Linked DNA regions of Mus musculus: region 1 is linked to region 2. A link is a contact called in public HiChIP or PLAC-seq data. All regions are on one chromosome and are shown on one strand. The core of a region is the stretch at or near the end of the contact, and the rest is flanking DNA. Distances in the headings are between cores, read along the strand shown. Region 1 overlaps Rcan2 (regulator of calcineurin 2). Region 2 has its middle 12 kb from the start of Pla2g7.

Region 1 (4,897 bases), core at 2,174-4,673, 480 kb before region 2:
GAAGTATGTCACTGTGGGGGTGGGCAAAGAGACCTTCCTCCTAACCATGTAAGAGCCACTCTTCTAGCAGCCTTCAGATGAAGATATAGAACTCTCAGCTCCTCCTGCACCATGCTTGGCTGGACATTGCCATGCTCCTGTCTTGATAATGGACTGAACCTCTGAACCTGTAAGCCAGTCCCAATTAAATGTTGTCCTTATAAAAATTGCCTCTGGTTCCCTGTTTTACAATCAAGTCACTCCCTGGCATCTATATGTCTTCATTTCACCTCAGTAGGTATTTCTTGAGCCTCTCCCATGGTCTTCCCCATTGCTGAATGCACAGTGTAGTCAAACAACATTTGTGCCTTAACAGCATAGACCAGTAGAAGCAACACAATCTCCATGTACAAGAGAAGGTGGGTCTACAGCCTGTACTGTCTCCATAACTGTTAGCATCTCCATCTTCCCCTGAAACCTCACTCCTTACAGCCCATCCTTCAGGACTCAACAGAGAAAGGACTTCTAAAGGTAGTATCTTCTAGATTGTATCTTGGTGACCAACTCCCCAAGTCTCACCAAGTTCAGATGTCCTTGAACTAGTCAAGAAGATTCTGTGTCACCTCTCAGCAGTCTTTTCCTGAATTCACCCACTCTCCGTGTGCTTTGTCAGAGTGACTTACCAGTTCTCGCCTAATCATGGTGTCTATATTCTTACACTCGGCCTATCTGCTGCTATTATTTGGAACCATCTCACCTCTCTCTAAGAGTTCCTTAAATCTTGCCTTCCTACAAGGATCACAACCTAGAAACCACCCTGCCCAGGAATCGTGCCTGCTGTCCTAGGTCTGTAATGTGAGCCTCTACTTGATGATTAGAACGAGTATTGTTAGTCCCCATGACAGGGTGTCAGCCATTTGTGGTTCTGTCCACACACTGGTAATCGAACAGGAGCGGAACAGAAAACTTGCAAGCTAAAGACTTGAATGTTGGAGGCTGACATTGAAAACGGGGACCCTGGATGATGTAGTAGGTATCAAAGCTCTTCCAAGTGATGCTGGGAAGGATGGCCATACTGCTTAGTCACTGTTATTCGTTGAACTGTCCCCCTAAAAGGAATTGAAGTCCTAACCTTGAGTACTTGTGAATGTGACTGCACTTGATCATAGGGTCTCTTTAGAGATGGCCACGTGAAGATGAGGTCATTAAGTCCATAGCCTTAGAAAAAAGGATGAGGTTGGGTAAACACACAGAAACTCACACAGAGTGAATAAATGCCACATGAAGAACGGGTCTATGTTGTCCAATGCCAGGTTATGACCAGAAGCTAGGAAAGAGGCAGGAACAGGTCCTTCCCTAACACATTCAGAGAGAGAGAGAGAGAGAGAGTATCGCCCTGTACACACCTTGATCTTGGAACCTCCAGAAATGCATGCCAACAAGTCTTGTTACAGATGTCATTCACATTATGGTGCTTTGTTATACATCCTGGCAAACGAATACAGATCAACTCTGCTTTTTATTCAGAGTCAAAAAAAGTTTTATTCCTTTTAGAGATGTGCACAGGTGTGTTTGCATGCACGTGCATGCTTGCTTGTTCCTGTAGGCTCAGGTGTGAAGATCACAAGACAGCCTTGGGGATTCGTTCTTATTTAGTTCCTCATCTGAGAGAGGGCTGGGCCATGAGTGCTTGGGATCCCCTCATTTATAGCTTCCATCTTGGCATAGGAACGGTAGGACTAGGGACATACCCTAGCGTCTCTGGCTTTCCGTGGGCTCCAGATATCTGAACTCAGGCCCTCCTATTTGCATGGCCAGTGCTTTGCTCACTCAACGGTCTCCTCAGTCTACAAGGCAGGAAGCTCTTTATGAGATCCTCTGTCAGCATCCCCATCAGCATCCCACTGTGTCCAGTAGGAACTTTCATGGAAGTGACTGGTCCAGGAAAACAGAGTATTATGGCTCCTAAGTGCACAGGAAGCAAAAGCAATAGAAGCAGGGAGAGGAGTCACTCTGCAGTGCATAGAGACTCTGTGAGTTACGGTTGCTGAAATTGCAGATAGGACTGGTGTAAGTATTAGACCCCTGGTCCAAGTTAGTTGATAAGGACCAGTCAGCATGCTGCCCCTGTTTGTACCATACTATGTGACAATCTGGATGGAAAGTAAACCTTAATCCAGCAAGGGAGTAACCCCCTTTGAAATCACTGTAGACATCTTGTGACCCATTTAATGTTGTGTTAAATAAGTTGGATTAAGTGGAGTTTATCACCATGGTGGTGTTTTTTTGTTTTGTTTTGTTTTTTCTAATTTATTTCTTTTTAAGATCAAAGCTCTAAGGCAGAAGAGGATACTTGGGTACTGCTAATGAGAGGAACCCTCTTGGAGCCAGTTTTATCTGCAGGGTGCAGAAGATGATGGTTCAGTGCAGCTTGAGGGCATCTCTGAGCACTGGTTCTTGGAGGGAGAACTTACTAGAAGTGCTTGCTAACCAACAAACCCCAGTGGTGTCAGCAACCCTGCTGACGCTGATCTAATGGAGGTGTGTAATGCTTGTGTGTGCTTTTGTGTGTGTGTGTGTGTGTGTGTGTGTGTGTGTGTGTGTGTGAGAGAGAGAGAGAGAGAGAGAGAGAGAGAGAGAGAGAGAGAGAGAGAGAGAGAGAGAGAGAGAAATCGCATAAAAGCATGAATGTGAAGGTCATGAAACCTAAGGCTGGTGTGGGTGAGAGCTGTGATACAGGCCAGCATGAACATACACCCTGGCCTTTTACTCGTCTTTTTGGAAGACAGCTATCCTTGTTGGAGAGATCACATTTTGTAACCCAGGCTGTCCTAGAATTCACTATGTAGCCCAGGCTGTCCTAGAACTCACTGTATAACCCAGGCTAGCCTGGAACTCACTATGTAATCAGGCTGTCCTTGAACTTGTAACCCTTCTGTCCCAGTCTCTGAAGTGGTGGTATTTCTAGCATACTCTACCATTCCTGGCTTCCTTTTCCTTTTTTCCTTCCCCTCCCTTTCTTCCATCTCTAATTCCTTCTTTCCTCCCATCTTCCATTCCCACTTTCTGCTTTCCTTCCTTTCTCTTTCCATGCCTTCCCCATCCCTTCTCTTCTTCCCGTTCTCCTTTCTTCTTTTTCCTTCCCCACCCCTTCACAACTGCAGTGAAGCACACAAGGAAAGCTAGCCTTTGTTAGGTCTTTTCTTTACCTTGGCTAATATAAAGGGGCACTCCTTCCAAGGCACCACCTGCCTCCCCCTCCCCCACATCTCATTCACACCTCTGGCATGGAGGAAGAAGAACCCAGAATGAGACTGAGTAGCAGTTTGGCCCCCTCTGGTGCAGCCTCTTCATGTGGGGTGCAAAAGCATCTTCAGTTATGTTAATCAAGTCAGGCTGCACATTAGTAAGGGATGTTTTCTGGCTGTGGTCCCATTAAGGCTGACATCTCATTGTGCTATTTTGGGAAACTTTGTTACTATCAAAATTCCACAAAGCTTAACATCTGCTGAGTACCTACAAACTAAAAAGAAATAGCCTTAGCTTTACTGGATTGGATTTTTCTTTTTTTGGCTTCTCTTTCCCCTCGGGCTTCAGCTAATTCTTCCATCATGAGGGTTGACGTCAATACTGTCACTATTCAAAGGGAACAACTGGGCTTAGTTGGGGACAAAGAGCTTGTGTCAAGCCTTTTCCACCCAGGGTGGAGACAATCTTGGCCATGGTGCAGTGAGGACAGGACATTCAGACCAGTTCCTTTTATGGGACAAGGAAAGCATTCATCTGTCACCTGCTTGCTCCCTTGTCTGCGTTAGATTGTCCTGTCCCCTGTGTGCAGAAAGGAGGCCAGGGCCAAAAGCCTTCAAAAATGCACCAGTCAGGGTTTTCCCTTGAGCTATGCTGAGACACATGAAAAACTATCTAGTGTGGGCAAGAGTCTAATGCTCATTCAGGCCTCAGACACTGACTGAGGCTTGGCTACTGTTCAAAGAGATGCCCAACTTCTGTCCTCTAGCTTCTTGAGTGGGTGGGATCAGGTTGGTGACAATGTCTTGGTTCCTGTGGTAAGAAGGAGGGACTGTATTGCAGGCAAGATGCCTCCCACCTGTAATGAGCAGGGTCCTGAAAGGGTCCTGGGTGGTAGTGCCTTCCAATGTAATTGACACAGGGGGGTGGCCATAAGGCCACTTTTGACTCTAGGCAGTGACTGAGCCCCTCCTGCATTTTTCTCTAGACTTCCTCACTGAGATTATAGTTTGTAAACACCAGCGTCTTACAGAGATGCAATGGCAAGAAGATGGTGCAGACATTAAAACAAGAGTCAAAGCTATATAGATTTTAATACGTAGGGAGAAAAAATAATAACCCTTTTTGAATTAATGAAGGGAAGAAGAAACCCTCCTGAGACTTCAGCACTTGGGGACCAGGCCCTAACATATGCCCTGATGGGGAACAGATAGAATCTCTGCTTCAGGGACTTCCCAATGGCAATTTAACATGTAGATGCTTTGTTCCTTAGCACCTCCTGCTGTTCTGGAAGATTCTTACTTGTTCACACTGATGCCCTTATCAGAGGCCTCATATTGACCGCTTGACATCTTCCTAAATACACACTCATGCTCACATCTCTAAGATGGGATCTTTCTATCACCCTTCCAGGCATCTCCGTGAAAATCCTTAGAGCCAGGTACTCCTCAGTTCCTTCCCCATCTACCACCACTTTTGGTCAGTCTCGGTGCTTTCCTCAATAAGACTCTGAAGCATTTCCACACATGTTTCTTCTAACAAAGACCCCATCTGGTGACATCTTTGAAACTTCCAGCCACCTGGAGAACTTCCTGTTTTCCTCACCACAGCAACTAGTCTTCTTAAAACAACAGATGGCAACACTGAGTTATCACATGCTAATAACGTGACT
Region 2 (5,075 bases), core at 2,404-4,903:
TTCAATACAGATGTTTCCAGTCAGTTCCAGTCAAGTCCAGGGCTCCTGGGCGTCTCAGTGTTACTGTGACTGAGTCACCTAGCTCCTGCACCTGGCTATGAGGTTATCTGACTGTATACTTGAGTCATTTGATTGTCTAGTTGTGACTGATTTGATGCTACATTTAGGATATCATTCATTTACTCTGTCATGCTAATTAAGAGCTCAAAAGCTACGCCCTTGCTATTCTCAAAATACTTGTTGGTATAAATTGTACATGCTCGTGGGAAATGGTATTTATTGCCAAGTCAAGTGGGAAAATGGTATTTATTGCCAAGTCAAGGTAGAGTAACATTTTCTCCTTACTCTGTGCATGTAAACGAATATTAGTATAAACATGAAAGCTGTTTGTTGCGTTTGTACTGTACTGTTTTCATTAGCAGTATAACACTGTTGTCCTTCCAAGCCAGTGTAACTACATCTACAATAGCAGTTTTAAAGGCTATAGATTTCTCCTTTGTTAGTGAAAACTTAGGCGGTTTATTGTGTTTACATTTTTGAAATGGCGCTTCAGTGAACATCCCTGCAGGTGAGTCTCCGTGCACATTTATAGTTCTTTCTTCATTGTGAATACCTAGGAATGGATTTTATGAGACAGAACGGGTGTGTTTATTACCTTCTATTTCTTTCTCATCCATGGGTGTCCTGATTGAACCCAGAAGAGACTTTGTTCCTGTGGAAAAGTTACTTCTCCAAACAAGAGTGTCCTGAGAGATCTATACAGATTCGACTTCCTCATTCTGAAACCCTCAATGTTCCCCACTACACACTGGGAGAGAAGCAGTCCAGTCATGCTGATGCAGCAGGCATGTCCTTGCAGCATCTGGCCTCATTCCCCTGCCCCTGGCAGTCTCCCATAGTCAGCTCAGTTCACATTCAGCCACTCTGGATTTCACACCTTGGGCATCTCCTTTGCTGGTAGGAGTTGGCTTTTTTGTTGTTATTCAGGCCCTGGCTGGAAGCCACTCGGATTCGCTGATGAGTGCTAATAAAGGGACTGTTGATAAAAGGAGGAACAGAATTCAGGGAGCATGTCCTCCAGCGCACGGTTCATTGCTCTTCACCAAGCAGCACTGAGAGCTGAGGTCAGCCATGCTGAACCTGAAGGAGCAAGTGCAGAAAGCAATGGCTGGGACTTGGCCAGCATTGCTCTACAGAGTAAACCACCTGACATGTCTGTGACCTTCACAGCCAGGCTGGCCAGCCTCCCAAGGGAATCAGTTTTCTAACCCCATTCTTCATTTCCGCTCCCAAGCCAGCTGGAAGTAGCTGGCATAAGAGTCCACCATGGATGGTATCCAGCTAGGTCAACCTTCATGGGACAGAATGATGAGGGGCCGCTATAATGAGACTTACAACTGATTCCAAAAAGCTGGGTCTCAAAGGACTTTGTGCTCGTCTCTGGTCACTTAACACAGTCAGAATTACACTTGATTTTTTTTTTTTTTTGCAATGTTTCACTTCCTCAACTATATTAAAACCTACATCAGGAGAGTTCTGACTTTCTTCACATGCATTATGAAAGGTCAGAAATTCTTGTTGCGTGTTTCTCTCAAAGGGACTTCCTAGGGCCAGGGTGACGGCTCAGTTGGTAAAGGGCTTGCTTTACAAACATTAGAATCTGAGTTCAGTCCCCTAGGGCCCACTTAACAACAACAGCAACAGCAACAGCAACAGCAACAGCAACAGCAACAGCAACAACAACAACAACAACAACACCAGCAACAACAATCAAAGAAACAAATAGAGCATGGTGATGGGAGAGGATTCCCGCTCTGAGGAGGCAGAGAGGGTAGATCCCTAGGGCTTGCTGCTGAGACAGCACAGCCTGCTTAGGAGCTCAGGGTCAGTGAGAGACCATGTCTCAAAACACAAGGTCAGAGGGAGCTGGAGAAACACAGCTGAAGTACAAGACACAAGACACACATAAACACACACGCACGCACGCACGCATGGGCACAAAGCTAAGGCCTTCCATTGGTTCAGAAGTCATGCTAGAAAAGATAATTGCCTTAATACAGGCGAGTAGAAGTATGAGATAACCAAGATGGTTATCCACAACCTTCTGTAAGCAGGTTGTGCGTATCCCACTCAGGTTACACGGCATCCAGTTTAGGTCATGGGAGAACCATGATTGTATCTCTCCAGATGCTCTCTCTTAGAAAGCACAGTCTTAATTTAAGAAACGTGACCCTATGGATCTCCTAACTTCCTAAGCAAGGTGTCAGAGAACGCAGATCCGGCTTGAGCTGACTGGCACGAGGCTGAAATCCTAGCTCCGGCATAGACCCTTCTCAAGCTGAAGTGAACCAAGGAGCTACTACCCAGAAGGCTTTGCAAAAGCTGAAGGATAGATATAGATGTGAACAAAAGCTTTAGGGACTGCAAAGGGAAGATGAGTTTCAGCTCATTAGCTCAAGACGTGGGAACCTTGGAGGCTCCTTGTGATCAGGGCATTGACAGTGATGCTGCCAAGCTCTGAGTGTGGTCATCTGTCTGACTACTATGAAGAGGCCATGGAGAGAGAGGTGACCTGAACATGCCAAAGCCTTCTGGGCCTCAGAGTCTTTGTGTGCAAACTCCCTATATTTCAGATTTGGGACCAAGGGTAATGAAGCAATCTTTAGGAAAAAAAAAAGATATCTAATACATATGGCATCCATTGAATACTGGCGTTCCCACATACACATTACATCCCCTTTGTGCAGCTCTAAGGACAGCCTCTCTCACTGAATTGTACATCCTAATATGCAAAGCACTTTTACAAGAGGCAAGTTGGTTTGAAGTCAGAACTACATCATTTTCTAGGCAGAAAGTCTCAACTTCATTAGCTGCAAGGATCTGAAAATAACTGAAGGAAGACCCCAGTTTTGTAGTTCCCAAAAACAAAGGGCACTTCTTTTGCAGAAACAATCAGCATGAGGGGGTCGACCATTTATTTTGAAATAGTGACCCCCAGACTAAGGTGTGCAGGATCTCTTATAGGGAAGGGAGGGAACACTCTAGAAGGATCAGGTAATCTAAAATTTCATTGGTGGGTCCTAGGGGGTCCCAGGTGGTCAGTGCTCTGCATTCTTGTGTCATGAATGTTTAACCATAGGGTGAGAGAGGGCTGCCCAACACAGGTGGCCCACTCTAAGATAAGATATTTTCCCGTTTTTGTGGTTATCACCAGGGTGTTCTTTGGAAGGGGGTTTATGATCCTATTCTGGAATTTATGGTTTGTTCCTGGGGCTGGTGCCTATGACAGTTTCTGGGACTGATGGCCTGTTCCTGGATCAGGTACTTATGGCCTTCATTTTGAAGTCATCAAGGATGGAAATTAAAAGATGCTGGAGAATTGTGATCTGTGATGCTGATGGGATGGAATTTTGTGAAACAGCAGTGGTCACCACTCATCCTTTCTTCTTTCCTTTCTTGCTTTTTTTTTTTTTTTTTTTTTGGACAAGGTTTTCGGCATCCTGTACCTTAAACTGATAATATAGCCAAAGATGTTCCTGTTCCTCTTGCCTCTACCCGCCAAGCACTCGGATTACAGGAATGCACTGCCATTTCAGGTTTTATGCCTTGCCATAAATCAAGACTGGAGCTACAAGCACACCAGACAAGCACTCTTTTCAGCTGAGTCATATCCCCAGCTCCAGGGTATAGATTTTTGGCATCCATACTGCCAATCACTGCATCATACTGAAAGCACTGGAAAATATCCATCACAGAATCTGTTTATCCTCAGCATATTATGCTACTTGTAATAAACAAATATTTATGGTTATCATGATTATTCTTATTTTTATTTGTATGTGGCCTTGTGCATCATTTATGTCAATTTTTTTCATCTTGTTATTTCAATATATGACATTATGTTGACGCTTTTGGGGGTCAATTTTTAAATGTGGTGTAAAAAGCTCACTGTTGAAAGAAATCCTGGAGCCTCTCCCTTTTGTTGACCTTGCTCTCTGGCCAGCTGATGACTGGGGAGACGTTTGACATTACAAATGTTTTTATCAGGGGAAATAAACTCGTAGGAGGTGGCAGGGCCCCCGGATGCCTGCAGTTTGCTGATGGAAGCCCTCATATGTTCTTTCCACTGCCTCGCTCTTATCATAGTTCCTCTGTACCTTATCAGGACGACCTCTGCCCTTGAACTCTGTGAACTGCAGAACGGCTTTCAGTAAGTGTTTCTTCAGAGAAGTCAAGCTGAACTGGAGCTATGGGAAGCTTGGGGAGAGCAGAAGATGCTTCCGGTTCCTGGAGGTTGGAAATCAGCTTCTCAAACGCATTATTTTCATATTCTAATAGACACCCATTAAACACTGCTGTCTTTGACATCACGAATCCTATTCCTTCCAACTATGCTCTTCTCCCTTGGTTTTGGTAAAGTTATATACTCCCTGGCAACGGTCTATCTATCTTGATCATTCTTTCTCTGCTATCAGACTTCCAAGAAGGGAGATCCTCAGGCTGGGGCTACAACCACCCCTGTACAATGATCAGTCTTAGTTTATCTTATGTATTCTTTATATCTTGACATATGACCCACCTGTTTGTCATTTCAGCTATGTAACTTGATCCCCAGAGTCGCAGGACTTTGAAGTGCTCCTCAATATTTACTTCTGTGCAGGCTCCTTAAACTTAAATCAAAACCTAACATTTCATCTGGGTTCTTTGTTCATCCCAAGCTGGCCCCGCTGACGTCACCCCCAGACCACAACTTCATCACTTAAGCAAAAGTAGTCAGCCTCGATTCTCCCTTCCCCCAACTATGCATGTCTGAGCCATTGACAGTTGACGTCATATTCATTCTAAATATGTCTAGTTTCAGTACTTCATCATTTCTCATGACCCCCATGACCCTTGCTCACCAGATCACAGTCCTTTCTTGTCTAGACTTCTGAAGCATATGTCTCCAGTGCTTGTGCTTGCCGTCTCCATTCTCATTAGCAGCCAAAGTCATCTTTGAAGGAAAGACAGGTTCCATCTTACCAGTATGTGAAAATCTTTCAGTGACTATTCTTTGTATTAGGAGTTAAAAGAAA

What was found. HiChIP or PLAC-seq counts read pairs in DNA pulled down with a chosen protein or histone mark.
Region 1: a CTCF HiChIP or PLAC-seq map of the NIH/3T3 cell line shows a contact between it and region 2, with 8 read pairs. The contact joins two enhancer-like sites. A contact is called at or near these places in 1 of 15 datasets of contacts at CTCF or cohesin (the NIH/3T3 cell line) and 1 of 115 datasets of contacts at active chromatin or transcription factors (the NIH/3T3 cell line).

The regions. Positions count from the first base shown.
Region 1 is chr17:44,029,792-44,034,688 of GRCm38.p6, reverse strand. All of the region lies in intron 4 of Rcan2 (regulator of calcineurin 2), which reads right to left. Among named protein-coding and RNA genes, the nearest start is that of Gm34857, 12 kb to the left of the region's middle. Within about 2 kb of position 3,423, at least 59 of the 459 cell types and tissues checked have an H3K27ac peak or open chromatin away from gene starts, as enhancers often do. A contact at or near this core is called in the NIH/3T3 cell line, where this site is marked.
Region 2 is chr17:43,553,774-43,558,848 of GRCm38.p6, reverse strand. No RefSeq gene overlaps it. Among named protein-coding and RNA genes, the nearest start is that of Pla2g7, 12 kb to the left of the region's middle. Within about 2 kb of position 3,653, at least 28 of the 459 cell types and tissues checked have an H3K27ac peak or open chromatin away from gene starts, as enhancers often do. A contact at or near this core is called in the NIH/3T3 cell line, where this site is marked.